Linked DNA regions of Mus musculus: regions 1 and 2 are each linked to region 3. Evidence: chromatin contacts called from public Micro-C data. All regions are on one chromosome and are shown on one strand. Each heading gives the region's core, a stretch centred on a gene start, on an enhancer-like site or on the middle of the called end of the contact. The rest is flanking DNA. Distances are from core to core; before and after follow the strand shown. Region 1 holds the start of Asb8 (ankyrin repeat and SOCS box-containing 8). Region 2 holds the start of Rapgef3 (Rap guanine nucleotide exchange factor (GEF) 3). Region 3 holds the start of Col2a1 (collagen, type II, alpha 1).

Region 1 (4,251 bases), core at 865-3,364, 140 kb after region 3:
TAAAATATTTTCTTTTTTTTTTTTTTTTTTTAAAGATCCATTCATTTATTACATGCAAGTACACTGTAGCTGTCTTCAGACACACCAGAAGAGGGCGTCAGATTTCGTTACAGATGGTTGTGAGCCACCATGTGGTTGCTGGGATTTGAACTCTGGACCTTTGGAAGAACAGTCGGGTGCTCTTACCCACTGAGCCATCCCACCAGCCCGTAAAATATTTTCAAATATTCAAAGGAGAAAAAAAGCCGGGCAGTGGGGAAAGTAAGCATAGAACCACTCTGGAATCAACACAAATCTTTAAAACTTCAAGCCAATAAAAAAATACTTCCAATTCTGGGTAATAAGCAGATTTAAAATAAAAACATTTTAATAACTGGCTAGTCAACATGCCTGAGAAATATGGCTGTGCAAATGTGTTGAAACTACGTTATGGTAGAGAATTCTAGGATGAGCGGTGAAAGAAAATAATTCAACGTATTTAGATTCAACTACAATAAAAGCTTTAACTATGGAAGATGTGTTAAATAACAGCTATTGAGGTGGTGCATCCTTATAAAAAAAAAAAAAGCACCTATCAAAAACTGGAAAGAATGCCGGGCGTGGTGGCACACGCCTTTAATCCCCAGCACTTGGAAGGCAGAGGCAGGCAGATTTCTGAGTTCGAGGCCAGCCTGGTCTACAAAGTGAGTTCCAGGACAGCTAGGGCTACACAGAGAAACCCTGTCTCGAAAAACAAACAAACAAAAAAATCAACCCCACCCCTAAGAGTAAAGGTTATGAGAAGGTTTTTAAGTAGTGCCTGGCACATGCTGGTCCTCAATATAAATTTGTTAAATCCATATTTGAATTGGCATCACAGCATCAAGCACCCAGGATCGGACTCACCAAACCCCTGGGTTAGGTAAGTTGCTGTCAGGGTGTGACTCAGAAGCAAAAGCTTTACTGTAGAATATATATATATAATTACACATGCAACTACTAAGAAGCGCAAATTTGCGATGGGTTATCCCTTTATACATTCGATAATGTAGTATAAACTCTAGTTTCTTTTTGCTAATCAGTAGCCATTAACAGCTGTCTGAAAGGTATGCGAGGCTGTGGGTATGGCTTAGAATTCGGCAAATCCTGTTTTTTTTTTCTTAAACTTTGTAACAAAGGGGACAAAAAAGCATGGGGTTGGGAGGTGGGGTGGGCGCAAAGGTATAGTCCGGGTTTCAGCAACGGTGTTGGTCAGAGGGGACAAAGCAGAAGGCTTGACCTGATGTGGTTGTGTAAGTTCCTGGTACATTAAGCAGATGGCACTAAACCCTGCACTCATTTTATGGATGTTCCTGGCTTCCAGGCTAAGAACTCTACCTTGAAGCTCCAGGTGAAACTGTGTGCCTTTCGCAAGGACAGCATCTGCTGTCAGGATAGATCAAGATAATCAACTTCCCTGTGGCCCCCGAGGCCAGCAACCCTGCAATCTGACCCCGGTGGGTCCTTCCCTCAGCTGTGACTCGTTTGCTCCATGCCCTGTTTTTTCTTCTCCCTCCTATGGAATGTACAGAAAACTTTTTTTTTTTTTTTTTAAAGCAATGCACAAATACACTCAACAGACCCTGCTCAGGGCCGGCGTCGGCCTCGCCCCCGCGGTGACCCTTGGCCTGGCCGGAGGCTCCCAATCCCAGGACGCGGACAGCTGGAGGTTCGCAGCTGCCGGGTCTGGACGGACAGACGGACGGAGAGGGGCGGGGGCCAGGGCAGCAAAGGCCAGGGCTGCTGCGTCCCTTGCGGCAGGGACCCCCGGGCGCTCACAGCAATCCGGGCGAGTCCCGGGAGTCTCAGCCTGCACCCCGGGGCGCCGACCAGCCCCCGCCCCCACCACCCGCAAAGGCCGGGAACGGTGGCCGGGTCCGGAGGCACAGAGGCCGGGCAGGCGGCTAAGGGGCGTTCACAGGCTGCGAAGCACCGACTTGGGGGTGGGGAGGGGGGCTGGCTTCAACACCGTCCCGCACTCACGGCCGCACTCACCGAACCGCGGGTCAGATCGGTCCGGGAAGCCGCTGTCAAGGCGTGACCCGGAAGCAGAAGCGGCTCGCATCAGCCCCGGGGTTTACAGCGCAAGCCGGCCGAGTGCGTGGGCGCCTGCGCGCAGGCCAGTGTGAGCGAGCCGAGTGCGCCTGCGCAGACTGTGGACGTTGGTGGGTTCTTAAAACTTTCCTAAGGAGCTGGACGCATTCCCCTGTCGCTGCTTATAGGACGTGGGCGCGATCGCTAGATCACTCCTAGCCTCTGGCCTCGTGTCCTGGTCCAATGGTGGAGGAAAATCCCGAATTTTAAGCCTATTCTTATAAGTCTGCGTCTGTGTGGACCAGGGCATCCCATTAGTCTGCCTCCCAGAGTCTATATCTGCAAACAGTCCTGGCACCACATCCCCACCGTCTTCTCTGCTTAGCATCATCCATTTCAGAGTACAAGCGTCACATAATTGACAGAGCAAGCTGCTGGTGACTGCCTCTCAATCTTGATTTGAGGAAGCCCAGCTTATTTGAACTAACTCTCTCTCTCTCTCTCTCTCTCTCTCTCTCTCTCTCTCTCTCTCTCCCTCTCTCTCTCTCAGAATTTACCCACTACATAACAAAAGCAGGTTTGCACTTGTACACAGCAGAGGGTCTAAGGATCTAGCAAGATGAAGTACTGTAACCTGGAGGGTGGCAGTCACCTCTCTTCGGAGGTTCTGGGCCAGCTGTAGTTCAATGACCCAACACAGAAGGAAGAGTACAGGGTTCGGGCATTGGCTTTGAGACTGATGTATTTCGCTCAATTTCTCCGAGTATTATCTTTCTTGAGTGTTGGTGAAAGTATAACAACGTAAAAACAGAATTCTAGGCCTTTAGGCCCAGGCTTGGGAATGTGGCCTTTGTAAAGGTATGCTAATCAAAAAAGAGAGCAACATTCCTCTACCCACCCGCTTCCTGGGTTCAAAGAGTGCTCATTCAAAGAAAGTCACCCTGGCCATTACCAGAACCTGCAATGCAAATGTGCTATTGTTAGAGGCTCTTAGAAGCTGTCTTGAGAGTTAACAATTACCAGGTATTCCTTGTGACTCTTGTAACTTTACACTTCCTTGTGACTCTTAACTGGTATCTTTGGTATCTTCCAACAACACCCTCCCCACTTCCTTAAGTTTCGGTTTCTTCCTTTAAATACCCCCTTACCCAGCTACTCAGGGCGCCACGGTCCTCTACCCCTGCGTGGTGTATGACCATGGGCCCGAGAGCGCTCTTGAATAAAAATCCTCTTGCAATTTGCAGCAAGACCCGTTTCTTGTGGGTGATTTTGGGGTGTCGCCTCTCCTGAGTCAGAACGTGGGGGAGCCCTCACATTGTGGGTCTTTCATTGGCTGTAATAATACTTAAATATCCTTCTATTTCTAGAAAATTTGATTTTAAGTAAAAAACAAAGTCTTGCTTCCCAAATGCTTTCTCACTTGCCCAATTTCAAACCGCTGTATAGCTATCGTCATGGTACTGTACTACAAAATGGAGCTTGAGAGCACTTCATTATAAAATTGCAAAGCCTACAGTGTCTGTTCTATTTTTTTTTCTTCTTCTTCCTGAAGAAAGATAAGGACAATAATGATTCTCAATTTTAAATTTTAATATTTTTATAAAAATATTCAAACATACAGAAAAATTAGAATAGTAACATGAAATCTTTATAACATTGCCTATTTGTAAAACATTGACTTCTTGTCACATTTAAAATCTAATATTTGAGCCGGGCAGTGGTGGCGCATGCCTTTAATCCCAGCACTTGGGAGGGAGAGGCAGGCAGATTTCTGAGATCGAGGCCAGCCTGGTCTACAGAGTGAGTTCCAGGACAGCCAGGGCTACACAGAGAAACCCTGTCTCAAAAACCAAAAAAATAAAATAAAATCTAATATTGTTTTTGTCCTTTTTTCTATTTTATGTTGTTCTTGGTTTTCTTCTTTTTTAGACAAACTATTCAAAAAATGTCTCTAATTCCTGTTGCACTGGGAATTTTTTTTTTTTTTTGAGAAGACAATTCTATGTCCTGATGGTTGCTCTCCTTTCCTCTACGCAATCCCCAAATTTATTGAGCAGTAAATATTAAAGCTTTTAGATTATGGGGAAAAAATCAGTATTTTCTAAATGTGTGAGTGATTGCATTTTGCTAGTGGTAATAAAATAGGCTGCCCACCCAGGTTGTCTTGAGGTGTTTGGAGACTTTGCTTGAGATTTGTCG
Region 2 (3,824 bases), core at 49-2,548, 240 kb before region 3:
TTCACAAAAGGAGACCGTTGCCACGGTGATGTGTCAGGAACAGTAACCAAGCTAATTTCACCCCCATTTGACCTAGCCCCACATCTCCCACTGCCTCACAGAAAGAACTCAAACATGTAAGCCCATGCCTGGCACATGGAAGTGATGGATAAATGATAAAACCCTTTCCTGCTCACCCACCGGTGGCTGAATGGGGCAGCGCAGCATGCCATACACACGGGGCATACAGGCATACAGGCTCATTGTGTGACCAGCAAAACACACACTGCCACCAAACTTCAATGCCTTCTCTTCACCCAGATGAATTTGCTCTGGAGAAAGCTGCCTGGCCCACCAGCACTACAATCCCGACTCTTCCAGCCCTGACCCAGCCTGGCAGATGGCCGGTACTCACCCAGCGGAGTCCCTGGATGCAGCTGGGGCGCCGGTGCTCGAACACTAGCTGGTAAGAGCAGCAGCGGGGACGGTGCATTCTCTTCAACACCATATTGAGCAGCGTGCCCTCCGGAACCACGTCCGGGAGACCTCCCACCTGCGGTGCCCCCACAGCTGGACTCTCCACCACAGCTGGGCCCACCTGCCAGTGGTTCTCACCTGGCCAGCTGACCTGTGATGTGGGGAGGAAAGAGGACAGCCATCGGCCGGAGGAGCTGGACCTCCCCACTACCACCCCTGGCTTAGCGTCCTCTGGACTTGGACTGGTCATGCGGAGGTGCGGCAACCCTGCCAGGAGCCGGGGGAGGGACAGGAAGACCTGCCCCGGGTCCTGCTGGCTTGGCGCACCTAGGGGTCTCCACTCAACTCACAACGATGGGGCTCTTCTCAGTTCTGGCTGGAATTCGGCCCCACCTCACTACCCATGTCCTGAAGGCATGTCCACCTTTGTACACACACTAGATCCCCAGAAGCAGCTTTTCCTCAAATTCTCCTCCCCGCCACTCTCTCCCACCCAAACTCCCCCACGTGTCGGCTTCCTCTCCCGCCCTTTCCAGCAGCTTTCTTTGGCCCTGACTCCGGCCCACCTTACCTTCATGTTTCTTCTCCAGCTCACACCGCGGTGCTCGCCCTAGCAAGAGGCTGCAGGATCCCTGGAGCGGTATGAGTGTGAGTCCCGAGATGCAGCGAAGGGCCAGCCCCTAGTCAGACAGGTTGCCTGGAGCAGCAAGATGCAGGGCTAGGCAGATAGGGTTTGTCCTGGGTGAATAGAGGGCTGGGGGTGTGGGGCAGCCCCCACCCCTTCCCAAAGGCTAAGAACTCCAAGCCTCCGCCTCCGTCCCAGATGTAAGAGCCAGCTGGCACAGGGCGTTCAAGCGAAGCTGCAGCTGGCACTGGTCCGGGCGGGAGCTGTCACACCCCCTGCGCTGCCCGCCCCTTCCCCTCCCCGGACAGGCCGAGGGGGCGGGGAGCAGGCACGAGCTTTACGGTAGGGGTGGGCATAGGGGAAGGGGCAGAACCAACAGCTGATGGAGTCCCTACCCGAGACTACGTCAGTGGGTTCAAGCTCCTGTCCCGAAGCCTCAGCGGGTAGGAAGTGCCTTAGGGTATCTGCCCCTGCAGCTGCCCGGGTGCCGGGTTAGGGGCGGTGATGGCTGCACCCGCCGCCACGTGGCCAAGAGGAGAAATGCAAACAAGGAAACTAGGGAAGGGGGAGGGAGTGAGTCATGGCGGCCCCACCCGGGAGGGAAATCCGGGCTGGGGCCGCTTCCTGGCCTGGGGCGTCCGGCCTCCCGTTTGGGTTCAGGGTTTCCAGCAGCCCGGGGCTGGAACTGGGCAGCCTTCCCGTGGGGGAATCTCGTTGCCTGGCTTCCCACCTTTGCCCTCCCAAACGCATACACTGGCGCGGGTGGGGAAATTGAGGCTGGCGGGGAGGGACTGCATTCCAGATGGAGAGAGAGACAAGTGGTTGGATTTACTGTGCCGGGACTCGGATTTGTTGCAGAGTTTCAAAGACAGCCTGGGCTTTGGGGCCATGCCCCGCCCCCCAAATGCTCCCCTATGCCCGGCTAGGTGGTGAAGGCAGAGCACACCTCCTCCCTGGGCCTCTTTGCCCCTTCCGCACAGATGGCCGGCACTTCGCACTTCGTCTCACTCGCTCCTGCTTCCTAGTGGACAGACTGTGACCAGGGACGGTGATTTCCGTGGCGCCCGGTGATTGCTCAGGACATTGATGAGGGTCTAGAAGAAGGCACAGGTTCCACCCCAGCGTTTTAAAGCTTTCTAGCCTCCTCTCTTCTTTCCCACTGCCATTAAGCCAGGAAGCGGGAGAGAGGGCTAAATCCAGCATAGCTAAGCCCATTTCCACCCAGAACTGAGAACTTTAACCATCATTTAAAAACTGAATTTAAATGTGTGTGTGTCTCAACAGTTTTTCTCTCCCCAAGGGCACGACTGGTTTAACTCCTCAAATTCTGGTTCCATCCTATTGGCATGAAATGGAAAGTCTGAGCTTTGAATGAACATTTTGAACAAACAGGTCGTCTGTAGTGCCCACCCTTTGAGGCACACTAGTGAAGATTTCTCTGCCCCTGTGAGGAAAGAGGGAAACCTAGAAAGAAGTCTGCCTTACAATTCGAAGAATAGCTCGTATACTTGGCTTAAAAGGAGAGGAGATGGGTGGGTAGTGTCTCGCATGTGCAGTTGTAGGTGAAATGGTGGCCGCAGTCAGGATGCTGGATCTGCCCTAGTAGGTCTTGCAAAAGAGTTTTCTGAAACTAACTGTGGAGTAGGAAGGGGGTGTTTCCTATTCCTGCTGCCCCACTTAGGTCAGGGGAGAAAGATGCTAAGAGATGCAGCAGGACCTGTGACTACTTCTTTTAATGCCTTTTGGGGGGGGGTGGTTTTTTTTGTTTGTTTGTTTTTTGTTTTTTGAGACAGGGTTTCTCTGTATAGTCTTGGCTGTCCTGGAACTCACTTTGAAGACCAGGCTGGCCTCGAACTCAGAAATCCGCCTGTCTCTGCCTCCCAAGTGCTGGGATTAAAGGCGTGTGTCACCACCGCCCGGCAATGATGGTTTTTTTAATGATGGTTCTTAAACACTTTAACCTGCCTTTAGCCCATCAGCCACCAGAGGTAGTGGGAAAGAAAGGATATGGGGGAAGTTGGAAATGGGCAGTTCAGTTCAGCAGGCAGCAGCGGCAACTCATTCACTCACAAACACTTCATGGATACACCAGCAGTCCAGTTCTGTAGAGTCAGGCTAGCATCGGGAACACCAGGAAAAGTTCTCAGCTGTGTCTCCCTCAGGGAAGGGAAGATCCGAGAGACCCACAAGCGTTGCACAGCTAGCCGTACCAGCAAGCCAAGCTCTGTCTCCGTCATTCCATGGAGTCCTATTTATACCCTTCAAACGCCCCATGTCCTCCACGTGCCTTGCCTCACACGGGTTTTGCCTCAGCATGTGCATCCGATCACCCCAAGTCTGCAGGAAGCAGCAAGAAACCGCAGTATATCTCCAGAAGGTTTTTGGTGCATTTGATGCGTTTGTTAGAGTCCCCGACAAATGCAGCTCAACTGCACATACGTGGTGGACCAATACATGTGTGTCATTAGCAAAGAATCCTTCATCACGTGTCCTTTCATGTGCTTGCTCTGGCAGAACATCCTTTCACCTGTGTCTGCTTCAGTGAAATGTTCCTTCACATGTTCGCCCCATCCAACCGACTTCCCAAAGAACCCTGAAGTTTCCACTTCAAGAGCCTGCTTACCTGTTGACCTAAACTAGGATGGGACGTGCCTGGCCCCTGTGTTCCATCCAGGTTGTCTGGCTCGACTTCAGCCCCAGGATACCCCGTACATGCTCTCTCCGCACTACAGGCATCCTGTAG
Region 3 (4,213 bases), core at 529-3,028:
GGTTGCAGCAGTGAGAGAGAGCTCTTTGACACTTAAGCGAGCGCCTCTGCTATCAGATGAAGAATTCGAGAAAGCGTTAAGACGCTCAGTTCACTCCACTGCGCTCCATAAAGAACACCGGTCAAGACCGCAGCTTTGTGGGGTGTGTGCTTGAAAGTTTAGGACAAAAAATACAGTCAGGCCTATCTCAGACCACATACAAACACTTCGATGCCCCCCCACCCCCGCCCCCAGAGCTCGAACGCAGGACTCTGGCTTAGCTCGCCACCCTGCCACCCTGCGCGGCGGGGTCGGAAAGTGCTATCCCGGGCTTCTCGCGGCAGCGCTCCCCGCTCTAGCCCTGCCCCCCGCCGGGTCCGCCAAGCTAAAGAGCAAAAAGTCCGCCCGGGCCCGCCTCCTTCTAAAGCATCTCTGGAGACAGCCTGGTGGCAGGGGAAAGAGCACAGAGTCTCACGGGCAGAGGGTCTTTGATCCCCACCTACTGTCCAAACAGTTTCACCTGCGATTGATTAACAGTCTGTAACATACAGAGAAAGACAGGGCTGGAACCCTACCCGTCGGAAACGTGCCCAAACACGTGGAAGAAAATTCTCTACCTAATACACTTTCCAGGCTTCGGTTGTCCTGAATATAATCCCAGACAGTGGATCTTACCCAGGGAGGAGATGGAAAGGTGCGGGAACCGCCCTTGGACCGAGGCTATACAGCTGCCACCTCTAACGATAGCCATACGCAGGTCACTAGCCTGACCCCATATCCATCCACGGCTACACACGCTGTAAAGTAACTCATTGTAGGGTATACAGTGTGTGTGTGTGCGGGTGGGTGCTCTTGGGGACACATTTGGAAAGCAGGTCTGTTTGCAATGTCAACGTTTTTCAGTGTCAAATTCCTGCAGCCTAACGGAGGCAAGGGGAGAGCCGAGTTTCAAAGAAGGGCTGCCCGGCTGCACCTTACTGTGGGCCAGCCTGATAGCGGAGGGGACTGGAGAGCTGCGCTGAAGTCGCCGGGAGCCGCTTTTTCTTTGTGGCCTCAGATTTCAACCCATCAGGGTCAGAGTTAGTTCTTTGTCTAGCGCCCCTTTGAGTTCTGCAGCGTCTAACCCCTAGACTAGGCTGATAAATCAACCCGTAGGCGTCTCTCGATTTCTCTCCTACTTTTAAGTGTGGGGCTTCTTTTACTGAGCTCGAAACGTCCTGGTCAAAGCTGGTGGAAGGTGATGCGTCTGTGTTCAAACCTGTTGCATATCCTTGCTTAACGCAGGGACCTGAGAAAGTCTCCAATCGTGACTCTCACTGAAGATGCTGCGACAGAGGTCCTTACTCGCAGAATTAGGATCAGTGTACTCCTGTATACTCTGCGCTTAGGACTTAGCGCCCTAACCCGGACCAGTACTTGGGGGAGGGAGTAGGAGGAAAAGGGTCACAAGTCAGGGAAGTAGGCAGGGGCGGCGGGCGACTTACGGGCATCCTGGCCCTGACACCGTAGGACCGCGGCGATGAGCAGCGTCAGCAGCACCAGCGACTGGGGAGCCCCGAGGCGGATCATGGCTCACCGCGAGGCCTGGCAGAGCCTGGCCCGGGCGAAGCGCAGCGAGGCGGCAGAGCACGGAGCGGGTCCGGGTCTCTACCGCTCCCTCATGCAGGAGGCCCTAGGAGCAGGAGGAGGCAGGAGACCCGGCAGCCCAGCGGCGCTCTGCGTCTTCCCCCGGCAGAGGCTCCAGTTATATGCTCCCGGTCGCTCCAAAGGCTGGCAAACCGGCCCAAACCGCGGGCCGCCCCCTAGCCCCCCGCGGGGCTGTAACCTGAGACCCCGCCCCCGGAGCCCGCCCAGGCCGGACCAGAGCCCACACCTGCCAAGGCCAGTCGCCCCTTTCGTGAGCCCAGCTTCCCGCCCCCAATGTGCCCAGTGGCCTGATCGGGCGGGGCACCGAGACAGCCTCCGGTCGCCCCCACTTGGGACTGCCACACTGCCCCCTCTAACCACAGGCGGGAAGGGGGGGAGCATCGGGCCCCTTTCCTCGGAGTTCTGCTGGGGTTAGAAGGGAGGGGGTTGTTTGCAGAGGCATAAGCCTGGAGTTTTAGACCCAAGGCAGAGAGGACGAAGCAACAGAAAGGAGCAAGAAAGGTGGGGATGGGGAATTTAGGAGGCGGGGAGGTGCGTGGGGGACCAAAGCATGAGCAGATGGACGTTGTCCAGAATCCTAAATCTGGGGGACAGTTTTCCAGACCTGCCTTCCAGCTCCTTTGCGGAGTACCTGCCCGTGAGCTCCCACCTGGAGTCTCGGGGACCACAGCCTCCCTAACCCATCCCCCATCCAACTAGCTAGAAAAGGCCTAGGTAGAAGGGGGAACTGAGCGGGTGGCTAGGACAGGGTCTGGTGAATTCCTACACAGAGGGAGACCTGTGTGGAGGTCTAAGGGGCGAACAGGCCAGGGAAGGGACTAACGGGACTGCAGACAACCCCGGGGACAAAACGGGATGGATTGGAGACGCTTGTCTAGTTCGGCTCTTCCTGGCCCAGGTTCAGGAATCTCCAGGGGAGTGGGTGCCCTTAGCCTGGATAGAGCAACCGCTGGCCAGGGACTGTTGGCCACTCTGAGGCTCTGGCCAGAGAGTCTGGAGGTGGCTCCAGCTGGACTCGGCTTTGTGAGGGGCGGGGAAAGCGCCAGAGTTTCCTAGTTATTCCCCCACCCCAACCTCATTCTCCAAGTCTTCCCCTATCCCTGGACCTCCAGCCTCACCTACCTTCCTTGCTCCCCACCCCCCCACCTTAGCCCAAACTGCGGAGGTTCGGCCTAGCCCTTGCTATGTTCCCGGAAGTCTCCTTTGAGAACAAGAGGGTGAGGATGAGTCCCCAAATACATCTTTCCTTCAGGAGTGAGATGGTCCTCCGGTGAACTTTAAGCAAAGTGAAACTTGGAAATTAAGACCTGATTTAAGCAGTAACTCCTTTGTCTCGAAGTGGGTTTCTGTGTTGCTTTCCTCCAGGAAGCTGGAAGTCCTTGGGAGAAGCCACCTCTATGGACCTGACCGACACTCCCAGGGAATGCTGGAGTGTGTGGGGGCTTACCCAGCACACCACACCACCTCAGACTTTGGGGTTTCTCAGGATGGAAACAAAGAACTTCGAGTGTGTAGAACGTAATTTCCCTGCAAGTGTACTGGCTGGAGAAGTAGAGAGTGTTTTGTTTGTTTGTTTGTTTGTTTGTTTGTTTGTTTTTTAATGTAAAATGCCACTGGGTTTCAACCAGTCTAGGGTGGGGGTTGCTTGAGTCTTTCTTACACCTTCCCAGGCTATTCAAGGATTTTCGTTCAATGCTAGATCCTTTTGCCTCAGTCTCTGCTAGAAAGGTGGCTTTAAGTCTGCAGTGCCCAAGTCTTCTTTGGACCATAGGTGTCCAGTCTTGGCTTGGAAGTCAGTTTGTAACTCTCACACATCTTTACAGATTTCATTGGGTCTCTGAGCTGCCCTTCCTAATATATTTAGAGTGCGTTGTTTTTCTGCCTATATATATACATAGACAAACATGTACACACACACATATATACACACATATATGTATATATATGCAATATCTGCATAAAAGAACTCAATTCAGCTCTCCAGTTCCTGCAACTAAAAACAAAATTGGCAGGGCAGTGGTGTTGCACGCCTTTAATACCAGCACTTGGGAGGCAGAGGCAGGCAGGTTTCTGAGTTTGAGACCAGCCTGGTCTACAGAGTGAGTTCCAGGACAACCAGGGCTACACAGAGAAACCCTGTCTCAAAAAAAAAAAAAAAAAAAGTAATAACTACCAGATTTGAACTAGAGTTGAAGTGGACGAAGCTGGAATAAATAGAAATCACTGAGATTCCACGGCCAACTCTAGAGTCTCCTCCTACACAGCACGGAGATGGGACTGAAAAGAACGGAAAAGGGACAGTCTAGTTGGCGGGAACTTATGCGTCCTTCTTACTGGGTGTCTGACAGTCCGTGGTTAACATAGCTCATGGTTAACAAAGGTAGTGTCATCTGACCTTACTAGCTTGATGCACACAAATGGAGCAGCTGTTTCCAGAAAACATAAGGAGCGCAGCAAGGGAACTGGGATGTGGTTCGATGGTAGAGAATTTGCAGAGCATCATGAGGTTCTAACACTGGGAAGCGAGAAGGACCATGCTGATAAAAACAGCAGCCAGGACTGAGACAGAGAAGCAATATGAAGTTGA

The links. Hi-C and Micro-C count contacts between places; a contact is called where the count stands out from the background.
Region 1: a Micro-C map of embryonic stem cells shows a contact between it and region 3, with 2.1 times the contacts expected there. The contact joins the promoter of Asb8 here to the promoter of Col2a1 in region 3. A contact is called at or near these places in 4 of 39 promoter capture datasets (the 3T3-L1 cell line, the C10 cell line, hematopoietic stem and progenitor cells and 1 more), 1 of 15 datasets of contacts at CTCF or cohesin (the NIH/3T3 cell line), 3 of 484 Hi-C or Micro-C datasets (embryonic stem cells and nephron progenitors), 11 of 115 datasets of contacts at active chromatin or transcription factors (astrocytes, embryonic limb bud, embryonic stem cells and 2 more) and 2 of 9 other capture datasets (adipose tissue and liver).
Region 2: a Micro-C map of embryonic stem cells shows a contact between it and region 3, with 2.1 times the contacts expected there. The contact joins the promoter of Rapgef3 here to the promoter of Col2a1 in region 3. A contact is called at or near these places in 1 of 39 promoter capture datasets (hippocampal neurons), 1 of 484 Hi-C or Micro-C datasets (embryonic stem cells), 1 of 115 datasets of contacts at active chromatin or transcription factors (embryonic stem cells) and 2 of 9 other capture datasets (adipose tissue and pancreatic islet).

Annotation. Positions count from the first base shown.
Region 1 is chr15:98,143,588-98,147,838 of GRCm38.p6, forward strand. It overlaps Asb8 (ankyrin repeat and SOCS box-containing 8), which reads right to left and starts at 2,115. Exons shown (of 4, transcript NM_001170710.1): 1 at 2,014-2,115.
Region 2 is chr15:97,766,368-97,770,191 of GRCm38.p6, forward strand. It overlaps Rapgef3 (Rap guanine nucleotide exchange factor (GEF) 3), which reads right to left and starts at 1,299. Exons shown (of 28, transcript NM_001177810.1): 1 at 1,028-1,299; 2 at 395-607. The coding sequence starts at 1,033. Rapgef3os2 (a long non-coding RNA gene) reads left to right here. Exons shown (of 3, transcript XR_384421.2): 2 at 301-1,524; 3 at 2,008-2,470. Gm46535 (a long non-coding RNA gene) reads right to left here. Exons shown (of 3, transcript XR_001781758.2): 3 at 3,576-3,824.
Region 3 is chr15:98,002,946-98,007,158 of GRCm38.p6, forward strand. Col2a1 (collagen, type II, alpha 1) reads right to left here and starts at 1,779. Exons shown (of 54, transcript NM_031163.3): 1 at 1,464-1,779. The coding sequence starts at 1,548.